Linked DNA regions of Sus scrofa: region 1 is linked to region 2. A link is a contact called in public HiChIP or PLAC-seq data. All regions are on one chromosome and are shown on one strand. Each heading gives the region's core, a stretch centred on a gene start, on an enhancer-like site or on the middle of the called end of the contact. The rest is flanking DNA. Distances are from core to core; before and after follow the strand shown.

Region 1 (7,165 bases), core at 545-3,044, 230 kb before region 2:
TTGTGAAAGTCTCCCTTTAAGTTACGACGGGAATCTGAAAAAAATTAAAAGGCCGTTTCACTGAGTCAAATGGGATGGGGTAACAAGTGCATCCTAACACCCCTCGAGTTAAATGACAATGTTTAAATCTCACCATGGACCACACTTCCTACAGAGGGATTAGTCTAGTGGAATGAGACAATATTAATAGATATACCACATCTTAAAAAACTGCAACAGGGAGTTCCCGTAGTGGCGCAGTGGTTAACGAATCTGACTAGGAACCATGAGGTCGTGGGTTGGATCCCTGCCCTTGCTCAGTGGGTTAATGATCCGGCCATTGCCGTGAGCTGTGGTGTAGGTCGCAGACGAGGCTCGGATCCTGCATTGCTGTGGCTCTGGCCTAGGCTGGCAGATACAGCTGATTCGACCCCTAGCCTGGGAACCTCCATATGCCGCGGGAGCGGCCCAAGAAATGGCAAAAAGACAAAAAACAAACAAACAAAAAATTGCAACAAATCCTGTGATCTTTCTTTAGAAAGAGTGGTCTAGGTGTGAGTAGAGAAAGGGGAGCCAAGGGCCAAATGGCAGGAAACCATCCATCACGTAAACAACAGGATTCCCTTAGAAGACAAAGAAAAGCAGCAATCTCCAGAATGACAGGAAACCACACATCTTGGAGACATAAGTGCCCTGGAGGAAAACTAAGAAAGGTGGGAAAAGACAGTAATTTCAAGGGTCTGAATGTAACCAGTTTGCACATTATACCTTCATTACAATGAAATTAGCCTTGCCGGTAAAGTTTCCATTATGCACAACTTCATGACATTTCAGGTAAAAACTAAATAAGGACAAAAATCCCTTTCTTTGGGAAGGTGCAGCTGGAATGAAAATAAGAGAACATGACCCCTCACACACACCCCCCACCAATGACTGTAACACCCACTCATTTGTATAAGCGCTCACAAATGGTATGCCAAATGCAGGGCATAAAGAAAGAAAACCATAAAACTCAGAGCTTGGCCGAGCTTGCGCAGTACTTATACTCAGGCTGTAGGTGATCGCCGTTACTATTTTCCACATTTTGCGCTTTAATAGTAAGGTGAAATGGCTTTTAAAGCGCATGCAGCGGCTCCAGGAGACACGCAGCAACAGAACAGAACATGATGTAGCCAGGTGCAATCAAGAACCCACCACAAAGCTCCCAGCAATGCATCTTCCGCCCCTAATCAGAAAAAGCGTTCCGTGCGCTTCTCACCCAGGAAGCCGCCTACATTCTTTGGGAGTACTTTCGCCTCCGCCCCTTAATAAACTGCTTCATTTCTGTCTACCCCACAATTTCTGTGACTTCTAATTTGCATTCCTTGTCCAAATTCTTTTGGACAGAACCTGGACCTTTTATTTAGCCTGTCCAGCATCAGAAATTCTAACTCCTGAACGGGGAACAGGGAAAACCGACAAGCCCAAGAAACTGGAGAATATCGGCGGCTAAATCTCTGGGTTTACCGCCGAATGTTGAAGCGACAACAATGCTTTGCGTAGGCCTAACTCTAGGCATCCTGCCCACCGGCACCCGGGGTCGAGGCCCCAGTCTGCTTCCGAGGCCTTGTGGGAACACACGGGCCCGAGTCCCGCCACGTGCAGGCCGCCCGACCTGAAGGGGAGCGCGCCGGCCCGAGACAGACGCGCTCCGTCTGAAAACTTCCCCCCAGGTCCCCGCACTGCTCCTCTGAACGAGAAGCTCGCTCTGGTGGCCTTGGGGGACGCCCGGACACCCACAAACAACTCACCAAGAACAACGCCGTGTGGACCCCGGTCTGGGCAGCGCGGAAAGGAAGGGTAAGCGGAAATGACGTCCTTATATAGTCTGCTGCCAGCCAATGACAACGAAGAGCCGAGCGGAAGGGCGAACTAAGCAGGCAGTCATGGGGGCGGGCCTTCCTCCGGAAGACCGGCTGCGGCGTTGCGGTGGACGTCAGCGAAGTCCCTCGCGGGCTGGGTCCTGGGAGCGCACGGTTTGTGTGCAGGGACGCGTCCGGGAAACCAGCCAACCAGCCAGTCGGGCATCCGAGTTCCTTCGCAGCTTTTCGTACCTATCAACTTGAGTGGTCTCTCTTGTAAGCTGCAGTTTCCTTACGTGCAAAGGGGTGTTGAACACAAGCTTGTTTTGGGTAAACAAAAGCTGGAAAACTCATTTTGATTTTTTTGGAGGACAAGTTACTGTGTAATTCAGATTTTTAAAAAGTTATCTTCACAGCATTGTAAACCAAGTATACTCCAATATAAAATAAAAAATTAACAAGTCTCCTAGGAAAAAATTATTTTACAGGAAGTTTGGGGGGGGCAGAACAAGACTGCAGGAATAGTTTGCATACTTTTTTTCTTGTGGAGTGAAAATTATAATATCCATTAATAGATTAGTTAGTATTTATTCCACCCAATACCATAAAGTCCTTAAAAAAATAAAATACTTTAGTCCCCGCTTTGGTGCAGTGCGGTCCGTGGGCATCTTGGGAGCGCTGGGACAAAGATTTGATTCCCGGTCCTGGACGATGGGTTAAGGACCCCGCGTTGCTGCACCCAGGTAGCCACTGGATGTCTGATCCGATACCTGGCTAGAGAACTCCATATACCACCTGGTGGCCAAAAAAGGAAAAAAATAATAAAGTGGTTTAAAAATAAAATGAGTTCCTATTGTGGTTCAGTGGTTACCAACCCAACTAGTATGCATGAGGTTGCAGGTTTGATTCCAGGCCTTGCTCACTGGGTTAAGCCCAGCTTTGCAGAGGCTGTGATGTAGGCCGGCAGCTCCTGCTGCAATTCAACCTCTAGCCCAGGAACTTCCATATGCCACAGGTGTGGCCCTAAAAAGCAAAAAAGTTTAAAAATTAAAAAGAAATACATTCTATGGTACAAAAGGGAGTTGCCGGATGAGGGCGATTATTTTGAGAAATTGAAACCCTAGGCATTAAATTATTGTAAAGAAAACTGGAGTTCCCTCCTGGTGCAGCAGGTTTAGGTTTCCACGCTGTCACTGCTATGACTCCTTTCGCTGCTGTGGTGCAGATTCTCTGTATGCCCTGGTCTTAAGAATCAATCAATCAGTCTATCAATCAATGCCTGATTATTAGGCGTATGAAGATTTAAGCCTGGTTGCACTTAGAATTACTTGGAGTTTTTTCTGTTTGCTTCTTTTTTTAAAGGCTGTATCCCCAACTTGTGGAAATTCCACCGCTGCTGCAGCAACACTGGATCCTTTAACCTACTTCACCAGGTTGGGGATCAAATCCAAACCTTTGCAGAGACCCAAGCTTTTGCAGTTGGATTCTTAACCCTCTGCACCACAGTGGGAACTCCTTGGACATCTTTTAAACATATGCCCAACTCCAAACCAAAAAAAAAAAATCTAGATTAATTTTAATGTGAACTACAGATACACAAGTAGAGAAACTGGTAGATTTTTTGGCCTCATTTTTCGTTTTTTGAGATTTCTATGAGGAACAGGTTTTTATTTATTTATTTATTTATTTTGTCTTTTTGGGGCCACACCTGTGACATATGGAAGGTCCCAGGCTAGGGATTGAATCAGAGCTGCAGCTGCTCACCTACACCACAGCCACAGCCACAGCCACATGGGAATCTACACCACAGCTCACAAGCAACTCGAAATCCTTAACCCACTGAGCAAGGCCAGGGATTGAACCCATGGCCTCATGGATACCAGTCAGGTTCATTACTGCTAAGCTGCAATGGGAACTCAACAGGTTTTTAAATTGAAAGAAAACAAACCCCACAGCATTTAAATAAAGAACTGATAGCCAAGAAAAGTCATGGCTTTAAAAGCATCCTTAGAAACTGCCGAGAATATTTGCAGACATTTTGGCTCTCAAAAAAAAAAAAAAAAAAAAATGTCGGGGGTAGGGGGAGAGGCTTAAAACCAATAGATGGCTTTTAGGGGCAGTTTTCTGTCATTGCAGGACTCCAAGGGAGGGTGTTCTGGGTCAGTCCCAAACTATGTCAGCAAAGAACCTCCAAAATACTTCCTTTGTTAACAACTATAAAATTGTACTATACTTATGTTTAGGGTTTTTTTTTGTGTGTGTGGTTTTTTGGTCTTTTAGGGCCACACAGAAGTTCCCAGGCTGGGGTTCGAACTGGAGCTGGAGCTGCCAGCCTACACCACAGCCATAGCTACAGCAGATCCGAGCCACGTCTGCGACCCACAGCACAGCTCACAACAATGCTGTATCCTTAACCCACTGAGCGAGGCCAGGGAACAAACCTGCGTCCTCATGGATACAGATTTGTTTCCACTGAGCCACAATGGGAACTCCAATGTTTAGGTTTCGTTCCTCTACAAAATATTTTTTTCCCCACTAACTTTGTCCTTGAGAAGTGATCTGCATGAAGAAAATTTGTGGCAAGGAAGTGGGTTAATTAAGCCCAAAGATGAAAACATACTGTAATGAGAGTAAACCATGGTGAGGAGCCCTTGGCCCAAGAGGCACTTGGCAAAGAAGGGCTATTGCTCCCCAGCCATCTGTCCTCCCCACCTCTCAGCCTCCTGGTCCTCTGCACAAGTTGCTCCATTATTTTTAACTCATGCACATCTTGAGGGGCCACACCCATGGCATAGGGAATTTCCTGGGCCAGGGATGAAACCTGAGACATGACAGTGACAATACCAGATCCTTAACCACTAGGCCACCAGGGTACTCCATCAATGCACATTTTTAATGAAAATCTCAGAGCCTTCTTTTTGTAAACTTTGGTTTCTTGGATCTGTATGTAAGGAAAAAAAAAAATTAACTGTTGTGGTTCAGCAGATTAAGAACCTGACTAGTATCCAATGAGGATGCTGGTTTGATCCCTGGCCTTGCTCAGTGAGTTAAGGATACAGTATTGCCACAAGCTGCAGCACAGGTTTCCATGTTGCTGTGGCTGTGGTGTAGGCCGGCAGCTGCAGCTCCAGTTCAACCCCTAGCCTGGGAACTTCCGTATGGCACCAGTGTGGCCCTAAAAAGACAAAAAATTTTTTTCAATATAAAGCTGTGCCAGGGACTAGTTTTGGGGTCTATATTTGGGCACTGGATGGGTAGGAGAGTCTATTCTTACTTGAAGTGAAGAGAATATGGGGCAGCTGGCTGGTCCTAGGCATCAAATCCATCTTGGGCCACCTACCTTTCTAACCAGAATTCCTCCTTGCCTGTCTGGTATCCACTTGCCCCACAGTTCTCTCCAGGACTCTGACCTGTAGTGATCTGAGCAGGGTTCCAAAATCACTCCCCCACCCTTGTCCCAAAGCCTTCATGCCAACAGTTAAGTGGTAATGGGATGGTCCCTTCTGTCCATCAAAAGCATTCTGTCTTAAAACTTTTCTCCATCATTTGGCACTTTGTGTCTTGTGAATCTCAGTTTCACACATGCTAACTGTGACTCTGAACAAGTCACTTAACCTCTCCCAGAAAATACGAGCTGTTAAGGGAGTTCCTTGGTGGCACACCAGGTTAAGGATCCGGCATCATCATTGCTGTGCTGCAGGTTTATTCCCTTTCCTGGGAACTTCTGCATGCTGGCCAAAAAAAATAAGAAAAAAAAAGACAGCTGTTGCTATTTCAGCTGTTGCTGCTGTCCCCCTGAAACAAGGCTTTGTGCCCAGAAATCTTCCAGGATCTAAATGGACAGAGAAGGCTCACCTGATATTATTTATGAACCAGAGACATTTCAATGCTCTATAAACCAAAGGTACATATCAAATGTCAGAACTCAGAGTTCCCATGCAGTGCAGCAGGTTGGGGATCTGGCATTGTCGCTGAAGCAGCTTGGGTCACTGCTCAGGTGGTGCAGGTTCGATCCCTGGCCTGGGAACTTCTGTAAGCACGGACAAACACCCCCCCCCCAAAAAAAACCACCCCAAATTTCATAACTCAAAAGTTTCCAAAGTAAATTACATGTATTAATATTTGAAACCACAATTAACTAAAAAGGACATAATTATCCCTGAAATGGAGACAGGGCTGGAGATTCTGGATTGCTGAAGTCCATTTGGCTCTCAATCTTCAGAGTATTTCACCAAATGCCTACATCCTCACAAAGGCCCAAAGGCCATATGCAACCGCCAGCTTGATTCCCAAGGTTCAGGAACAGCCATTTCTGGAGGGTGTTCAGGAGCGAGTTCACTAAGAAGTCAAAGTTCACTGAGGTCCAGTGCGATGAGCTCTCAGGATCTGCTGAGCCAAGTCTCCTTTTATACAGATGAGGACACCCAGGTCCAAATACAGTCTAGAGTTACACCAAAAGTTAGAACACAGTAACAATTAAAATTCATGCTCAGTCCACAGTGTGTCACTCTAAAAATACTAGTTTACATACAGGTTTTCTTTGTGGTGGGATGCAACCCAGGTTGCACCCTGAAAAATGCACAGTGAGAATGAAAGGCCTTTCAGGCAGAAAAGAGAATGAACCACAGTACGATGACATATGCAAGAGCATTCATCCACATTCCTTAATCCGTGAGCCCAATTCTGTGAGAGGATTATTAAGGGAAGGCAAGTTACCAGGACAAACATTAGTACATGAGTAGTGTAGGATAAGTCTAACAGAAAGACTTGGAATATTCTTCCAGGGGACTTGGGGGTAGTTCCTGCAGGCAGTGGGGAATCAAAGGATTATAAAGAAGGGGATAGGCTATATGAAGAGAATAGGGGAAACTGAAGTTAACTTCCAACTTGTTGAGTTAAAGCCGTCATGAGACATCCATGGCAGGGGGGAGGGGGCATGGGTAGCAGATGACTAGATAAGCACAAAGGTAACAAACAGGCAAGGTCTGAGTGATGGATAATGTTAAGACAGTGATCAGTCACTCACTGAATGTTCACTGCATGGCCTGTGTCCTAAGGCAGGTGGAGGCTAGGATACAGCCATGAACAGAACATATGGCCTCTGCCGCTGGCAGTTTACGACTGAACTGGAGAGACAGATTAAACAGCCACCGCACAGTTATTCCAATGCTACAGAAGAGCAGTAGAGGGTCTCTGAGCACTTAGAGCTGACTTAGCATGAGGGCTTGTGGAAAGTTTCCTGAGCAAGTGATGCTTAGACCAAACTCTGAAGGATAGAAAGGATTTACCTACGTGGGGTAGAACAGAAGGTTCAAGGTAGAGAGAACAGCAGTTCAAAGGTATAT
Region 2 (7,250 bases), core at 2,382-4,881:
ACTGTCACTGCTGTGGCTCAGGTCGTTGCTATGGCGAGGGTTCAATCCTTAGCTGGGGAACTTCTACATGCCACAGGCATGGCCAAAAATAAAAAAATAAAAAAATAGAATTACAAGATCATGGGGTTTGGCCTTAGTAGGTACTGCCAAATTATTTTTCCGAATGGATTGTATCAACTTACCCTTCTAGCAACAATGTTTGATAAATGTCAGTTTTCAATCTTGTCATATTTGGTACTTTTTTAAACTTGTCCTTTTAATTTTAGTCTTTTGGGTGGAAATGCATCATTAATTTTTAATTTTTACAAGTAGTAGTAATTTTTTACTTAAAATTGGGTGGTCCACGGATGGTGAATGTTTGAGAAACCTGTCAGACTCTCCTAAGTATTCAGAAATTCCCTGAGGCTGTGTGGGTGTGTTTCTGCCTATGTATGTGCCCACAGTCACAGATGGATGCTGCTCCAAACCCCACCCTCCTTCCTTGGAACAGACCCTGAATTTCCCCACCAACAGGAAGAGCTTACTTGGGATCCCAGAGGAAGATGTTTCTCATCACCAGCAACATCTGGGGAACATCTGGTGAGCCCATCCCAGACAGGAGATGCTTTTCTAGAGAAAACACATCACTTATTTGATTCTTTTTATTCCTCTATATTTTCCCTAATTCTCTCCTTCTCTTCCTGCCTCCCAACCTCCATCAACCACTGGGCTCCCTATTCTAAGCCCCCACTCCAGTCCCTGCCAACTCCCTGCCTTGGTCTCCGTCCTGTCTGGTTTCCCTCATACACAGCCCACAGGATGCAAAGTGAGGCAGCCTGAGAGACTCTCATTCACACTAGTGCCCAACACTGCCCAGTTCCTTGATGAGCGGGCAGCATCTTCTAGAAACTAACTCAGGGAATGTTGAAGGTGGTGGAGTTCTCTGGTCCAGTGCTCCCATTTTACAAATGGAAGACTTAAGGAGAGAGAGAGAGACAAAGAAACAGACAGACCAGAGAAAACTAGAACTTCATTATAGGTCACAGAGACCCCCTTTGTCCAGGGGACCTGGCGAGAGGATTAGAGGCAGGAATTCGGAGGCAGTGGAACAAATGATTCCTTGGGACCAGAAAGCCCTACAACCCAGCAGCCACAGGAGACATCACAGCTGAGTATTTGAAGGGGGTAGGAGCAAGTGGGTGGCCACCCACCACATAGCCCTAAGGGCTGAGTCACCTCTAGCAAGGGACTTCTGAGCTGTCAGCCACACCCAGGGCTTCAGTGTAGAAGCTGTATACGCTGATGACCCTTCCATCTCCACTTCCGGCCCTGCCCTCTTCTTGAGTCCCAGATCCTTGCACACATTTACTATGCAGACCTAATTTATTCAATACGTTCTCAAGGAGCACAGAGGACAGTCAGTCACAGCCCCTGCCCTCCTAATGCTCAAGGACAACTCACAAAGAAATGCACTAGGAAACCATACAGCGAAGTGGGATGCAAGGCAGGTACAGGCTGGAGATTAGCATCTTTGGAAGTTTAAACCAGGATGAGCAGAACACACCCCCAAAACTGACTGCCAGCAATCAGGACTGGAGTGCAGTTTGTGTGTGTGTGTGTGTGTGTGTTTGTGTGTGTGTGTGTGTGTGTGTATCTTTTTGTCTTTTTAGGGCTGCACCCATGGCACATGGAGGTTCCCAGGCTAGGGGTCGAACCAGAGCTGTAGCCTCCAGCCTATGCCAGAGACACAGCAATGCCAGATCCGAGCCGTGTCTGTGATCTACACCACAGCTCACAACAATGCCAGATCCTTTACCCACGGAGCGAGGCTAGGGATCAAACCTGCAACCTCATGGTTCCTAGTGGGATTCATTTCCACTGCGCCACGATGGGAACTCCTGGAATACAGTTATCAAGGGCGTGGGCTGGAGCACAGAGGTAAGGATGCAAGAAACTTAAGGAGGTATAGAACTGAATATCTCATGTGTAAATTAAAACTAGTGTGGTTGTACCAGTATTACAAGCACAATGTACAAATAAAAAATGTGCACACATTAAAGACATTATCGTTAAGGAGCAGGGAAAGGAGTGGGACAACTCACAAGGAAATGCACAGGCATTTTGAAGAGAGAGGTGAGGTTGCAAAGGTAGGCAAGGGCCTGATTATTCCAGCTTTGTAGGTATGAAGTTGAGACTTCATCCTGAGAGCACTGGGAAGTCACTGGAAGGTTGGCTTCCGCTGTCCAGCCACCTCCCCCAGAAGGCCCCCCCAGGTACATACATTCAGTGCATCCAGGAAGAACAGGAGCAGTAGCTTCCCCCTTACATTCTTCCTAGGAAAAGGAAAGGGCAGGCAGACCCCCTCTTGACCCCCTCTATAGACACACCTGTGGCCGTTAAGGGAGATCTTTCCATCATCTGTACCCCAGATGCCAACCAGGCAGAACAGGTCACCCCCACTGCTCACCTGGAGTTAGGTAGAAAGCAACCCTGAGGGCTGGACTAGTCACAGACAGCACTCATCTAGGACAGTCAGAGAAGAACCCAGAATGCAGCGGGAGCCAGACTGGGAGGGGGAGGGTCAGGAGCCCACGAAGTCTCCCTGGAGGAGGCAGTGCAAGTTGAGACCTTAAGGGCGTTGGGATTTTGCTAAGCAGTGAGAGAACAAGAAGGCATTCGAGGTGAGAGGAAAGGCTGCTGCAAAGGTGTGAGGGTGGAAACGCTCAAGAGACGTGGTGGGTGGTGGTGGGTCGGATCTGACCAGGGGTTGGGAAGATGGGTGGAGGGTGGGCTCCTGGGCCAGAACTCGCCGCGGAGACATGCACACACTTTCCCAGGCGCAGTAACATTGGAGGAATTGGCCCTTAGTCAGGAAAGGCCTTGGCGGGAGCAGAGCAGGCAGTGGGCCATTTAAGTGGCCAGGGTCTGGCTCAGAAGAAACTACCCTTCTCTCTTCCTTTTTTTTTTTTTCTTTCTTTTTTTTTTAAGGGAGGGATGGGGTGGCGGTGGGGTGGGGGTAAACTGGTTCCAGGAATCCCTAGCTTTGGGCTTCTGCAGGGTTTCTCGCCCGTGCGCAGAGGTGAAGGTCAGGCCCAAGGATGACCTTCTCCCCCCCCTCCCCCCCCCCCCGCCCCGTCCCCACCTCCACTCCCCTCCTCTGGTTCATCTCCAGGTTACTTTCCAGGCGGATGGGGGCGGGTAGGGAGGAAGGAATATTTGATTGGATTATAGTAAACTGCCTCGGGCAAGGTGGGGGTAAGATGTATAGGAGGCCTCGGCTCTGCCACCCACGGATGGCCTGAGGTACGCTCTGCATTGCTCTGGGCCTCAGTCTACCTATCTGTGAACTGGGGCCGTGAAGAGAGGTGGGGATCTTTACGATCCTGCTCTGCCGGCCCGGAGCTTCGGGGATTCTCCAAAAGTGTGTGCGGAGGAGAGCCCGCGGGATTGCGGCGGAGGGGCGAAGGAGGGGGCTGGGGGTGGAGAGCGCCAGCGGCGCTGGCGCGAGGTCAGAGTCCGCAGGGAGGCCTGCGGCTGCTGCGCCGGCTCGGGAGGGGGAGGAGGCGGTGCCTCCGGGGCGGGGCGGGGCGGGGCGGGGCGGGGCGGGGCGGGAGGCCCGGCATGCGTCAGCGCCGTGAGCCCCGGAGTTTTCCACTGACGAGGAGGGCGGAGTTGCGGGCGGGGCCGGGCGCAGCCAGTCTCCCGCCGCCGCCGCTGCTGCCGGACGCACAGAGAGAGAGGGGCTGCTGGGCAGATCGCTGCCGGCTGAGCGAGCTAGCGAGCGCGGGGTCGCCGTGTAGGGGGCGTTCCCAGCCGGGACGCAGGTCTCAGCGTTGCCCTTGGCGAGCATCCGGATCTCAGGTCAGTGTCGGGGGCTTCAGACCGGTGGGACAGACTTTAGGAAGGGGGCGTCCCGTGCGGGGGGCGCTGCTCCCCGGCCCCTGCCGTTTTCTCCAGCCACCTTTGCTCGGGCGCCAGGACGAAGACAGCCTGGCCCCGGACCGCGCGCCACGGAGGAAGTCCGGGCCGGGAGCCGGGGAGGCGACAGTCTCAGGTTTTCCGCTCCCCTCCCCTCCCCCGCCCCGCCACTGGGACCCCAAGAAGTCCCTGTGCCCCGAGCCTGGGGTGAGTGGCAGCCGAGCCGGGATAGCGCGCGGGTGGCGGGGTGGCGGCGGGCGCGCGTCCCGGGTGAGTTCCCTTTTGACCCAGTTGCCTGAGAACTTTTCAGAAGTTCCTCGCGTGGCCGGAGCAGGTGACATTTGTCGCCTTCCTCCTCGGGCTCCCCCCGGGGGCGGGTGCCGGGGCTGCGGCGAGTGCCCGGCGCCCGTCAGGGAGGGAGTGGAGAGAAGAGCGAGGAGTGAGGCTCCGTGAGTCACGGACCCCTGGAGGGAGGGAGGGATTATGTCGTATGCTCACCTGTTTGTCAGTCACCGTCACACGCAGAGGCCACCGCTGTGAGTCACGGGCGCAGCTACACTGGCCACCCGCGGGCACACGTAGGCTTCTCCCACTCACGGCTCCCTCCCCAGCACGTACTTCCTCCTGGTCCTCAGTTTACCCTCCCCGGGGGCCCCGTTAAGATGCCCACACCACAGCAGCCGTCGCACACACTTAGTCACTCCTACTCCCTGGCACAGTCACGCACAGCCCACACTCATGACACAAGAGGGTCCCTGCCTGGCTCCACTGCCCACCCGACACCTCCACTCCGATGCCTCACAGTCCTCTGGAGCGCAACTCATCACTTACCCCAAATCCTCAACTTCACTGGCCTCTTTGGTCCCCAGCTCCAGAGGTCACCAAGTTCCTGCCCCCTTTCTCCTAAGCCTTTGGCCTGTCATCTCTCACCTAGCTCTGGTCCAACTGGTCACACCCCCTCCAGTCCTGAGCGGGAGCCATCTTTTTAAAATGCAAATCTGGTATGTCACTCCCTACTTAAAACCTTTCAGTGGCTTCCTGAGCCCTCAGGCTAAAGCCTGCTGTAACTGCCCAGGCTCCTGAAGCCCCCTCGCAGGCTGCCCCTTTCCCCTCACCTCCCTAGCTCTCCCTCCTCTAGCCCCCACTCTGGTATTTTTCCTACTTCCTCTCCTTTCCTTGGAGATACCTGACTTCACCTAACCAGGGATATCTTGCCTTAGTGGAGTGGAACAAAATAAATACCTAATTTTAACTTCAAAAAAAAATATCCCTCCCACTCTCCATTCCAGCACTCAACACAGTTTGTAACTCTAATTATACTCCGCCCCACTAAACTCACAGCTCTAAGGGGGCAGCACTAGTGTATGTCTTACTCTGTGTATGCCCAGGTGCCTGACACAGTGCTTGGCATGTCCTAGGCGCTCAATAAATATTTGTTGATTGAATGAATAAATGAATGAGAGTGAAGGGGCCCCGCTTAGGTGGAGGAAGCGTTCACTGTCAGGTGCAATTTCCCTTCTGCAGGAGCAATTGCCTCATGTAGCCAGCAAACTTTTGGCACCTCCCCAGTGCCAGGCCCTGGAGGCCAAGGCTGAGGAACTGTCCCCTCCCCCCGTCACTTTCTGAGGGTTGGGTGGGGGAGGGGTGTGCCAAGGCTTCCTATCTGCTTTCTTTAGGCTGTCCTGGGTGTTTTCTAGCCAATTCCCTTGGGGGCATGAGCTGCTCAGAGGTGCCCTCCCTTTCTCCCAGGAAGTAGTTCCTGAGGGTCCAAGGTCATGTGACCCCAGGTGTTGAGGGGAGCTGGCTTGACCAAGGCCTGGGGCTCTGAGGTTAAAGGACACATTCTTCAGATTCCTGAAAGAGGTTGGAGGCAGATGAAGGTGCCCCCTTCCCAATAATAGCTCTGACTGGGAGCTGGAGCATTGGGACTGCAGAGGTCGAAGAGGAGTTAGTGTGATTTTTCAGAGGCCTGGGCATTTCCCCCGCCCCCCAAACAGTCTTTGTTTGCTTGGTATCCAGGGTGAGTTGGCCTTCCCTGGGTTGACAATAGTGTGGCCTGAGTGTGCAGTTAGTTGTGGCAAGTTGGGTGAAGAAGCGCCCCCCCCTCCGCTGGCTTGGGCTCTGGGCTCCTGTGAGTGGTGATGCAGGGCGGCCTGATTCTCAGGGCCCAGGCAGATCCCGGAAGAAGCTTGGTTCTCTTTGATTCAGGGCCTGTCTCCGGGGCTCCAGGGGGTGTGGTATTTCTGTCTGAGCCAGCTCCTGGGAATTGCTTTTCCTTCCTACAGGACCCTTGGAGGGGGCTGTGCTCACCCTGGGAACAGTGCCATGGTCAGGATCTTGATTCCTGGGTAGCTGCTGGGGGCCCCTCCCCCACCCTCTGACTCACTGTCTGACACTTTTCTTGGACTCTTTCTCTATCTTTCATTCCTTTTCGACTTGGCCTCTCCTTGTCTCTTGACTGAGTCTTTTTGTCTCATCTGCCTCTGCCTCTCTCTCTCAGCCTCTGGGTTTCCAGGTGGGATGGCAGATCACAAGAGCCAGGGGCTCTTCCTCCTCCCACAATATCAGGGAGGAGATAATTTCTCATTTTCAGGTCTGCAGATTTTGCTAGGGGCTCATCACCAGAACCAGCATCATGGCTGTAGGTTCCCTGTGTCCGTTTCCCTGTCTGAAGCCTTGAAGTTTATAACCCCCTCACCTGAAGCTCCCATTCTGTAGACATCCCTGAGGTAGAGACAGGCTGTGTGGCTTGAACCTGCTTCCTTCACTCTGTTTACTCTTGGAGAATCTCCTGACATGCCTGTGTTGGCACCTGCCTGCAGCCTGAGCTTCCTTTTCCTGCCTTCAGAGCTGCCTTCTTCTGGGTACTATTCTTGCTGAAACCCTCTGGTCCAGGCTGGGGGATGGGCAAGGGCAGCCTCCTCCCCCCCACCAACTTAGCTGTGGCAGGAGTGAGAGAAGGGCACACTGACCAATGGCCTCAGAGACCTCATGTGCCTAAATCTTCTTTCTGTTTATACCTGGTCTGCAGCCAGGTACCTACCTCAGTATATCAGACTCTATTCCAGGCACAGGCACAGTGCTGGCCATGCAAAAAGCCCTCAGCCTAGCTTGAGGGAGATGAGTAGTGAGGTGAGGCCATTGCAGGAAGGACCATATGGGCTGTGATGGGGGAATCCCAGGGCCCCTGGGAACCCAGAGAGGCCTGTAGTGGGAAGAGTGAGGGCTTCAGGAGGCTCTCGTGGAGATGACTTCTAAAGGGAAGTGAGGCTGGGTTCCAGCTTGTGCAAAGGCAGGAGGTGAGCAGATATTGGCCATTGTGGCAACTGCGAGTTCAGCTGGAGTATAAAGTA

What was found. HiChIP or PLAC-seq counts read pairs in DNA pulled down with a chosen protein or histone mark.
Region 1: a contact with region 2 is called in an H3K27ac HiChIP or PLAC-seq map of alveolar macrophages. The contact joins the promoter of RPSA here to the promoter of CSRNP1 in region 2. A contact is called at or near these places in 1 of 47 Hi-C or Micro-C datasets (embryonic fibroblasts) and 1 of 2 datasets of contacts at active chromatin or transcription factors (alveolar macrophages).

What each region holds. Positions count from the first base shown.
Region 1 is chr13:24,067,180-24,074,344 of Sscrofa11.1, reverse strand. RPSA (ribosomal protein SA) reads right to left here and starts at 1,794. Exons shown (of 7, transcript NM_001037146.2): 1 at 1,770-1,794; 2 at 1-34. The coding sequence starts at 1. It also overlaps a transcript of LOC641352 not described here.
Region 2 is chr13:23,841,579-23,848,828 of Sscrofa11.1, reverse strand. CSRNP1 (cysteine/serine-rich nuclear protein 1) reads left to right here and starts at 3,631. Exons shown (of 5, transcript XM_003132123.4): 1 at 3,631-3,840. It overlaps LOC106505568 (a long non-coding RNA gene), which reads right to left and starts at 5,016. Exons shown (of 3, transcript XR_002338214.1): 1 at 4,729-5,016; 2 at 525-609.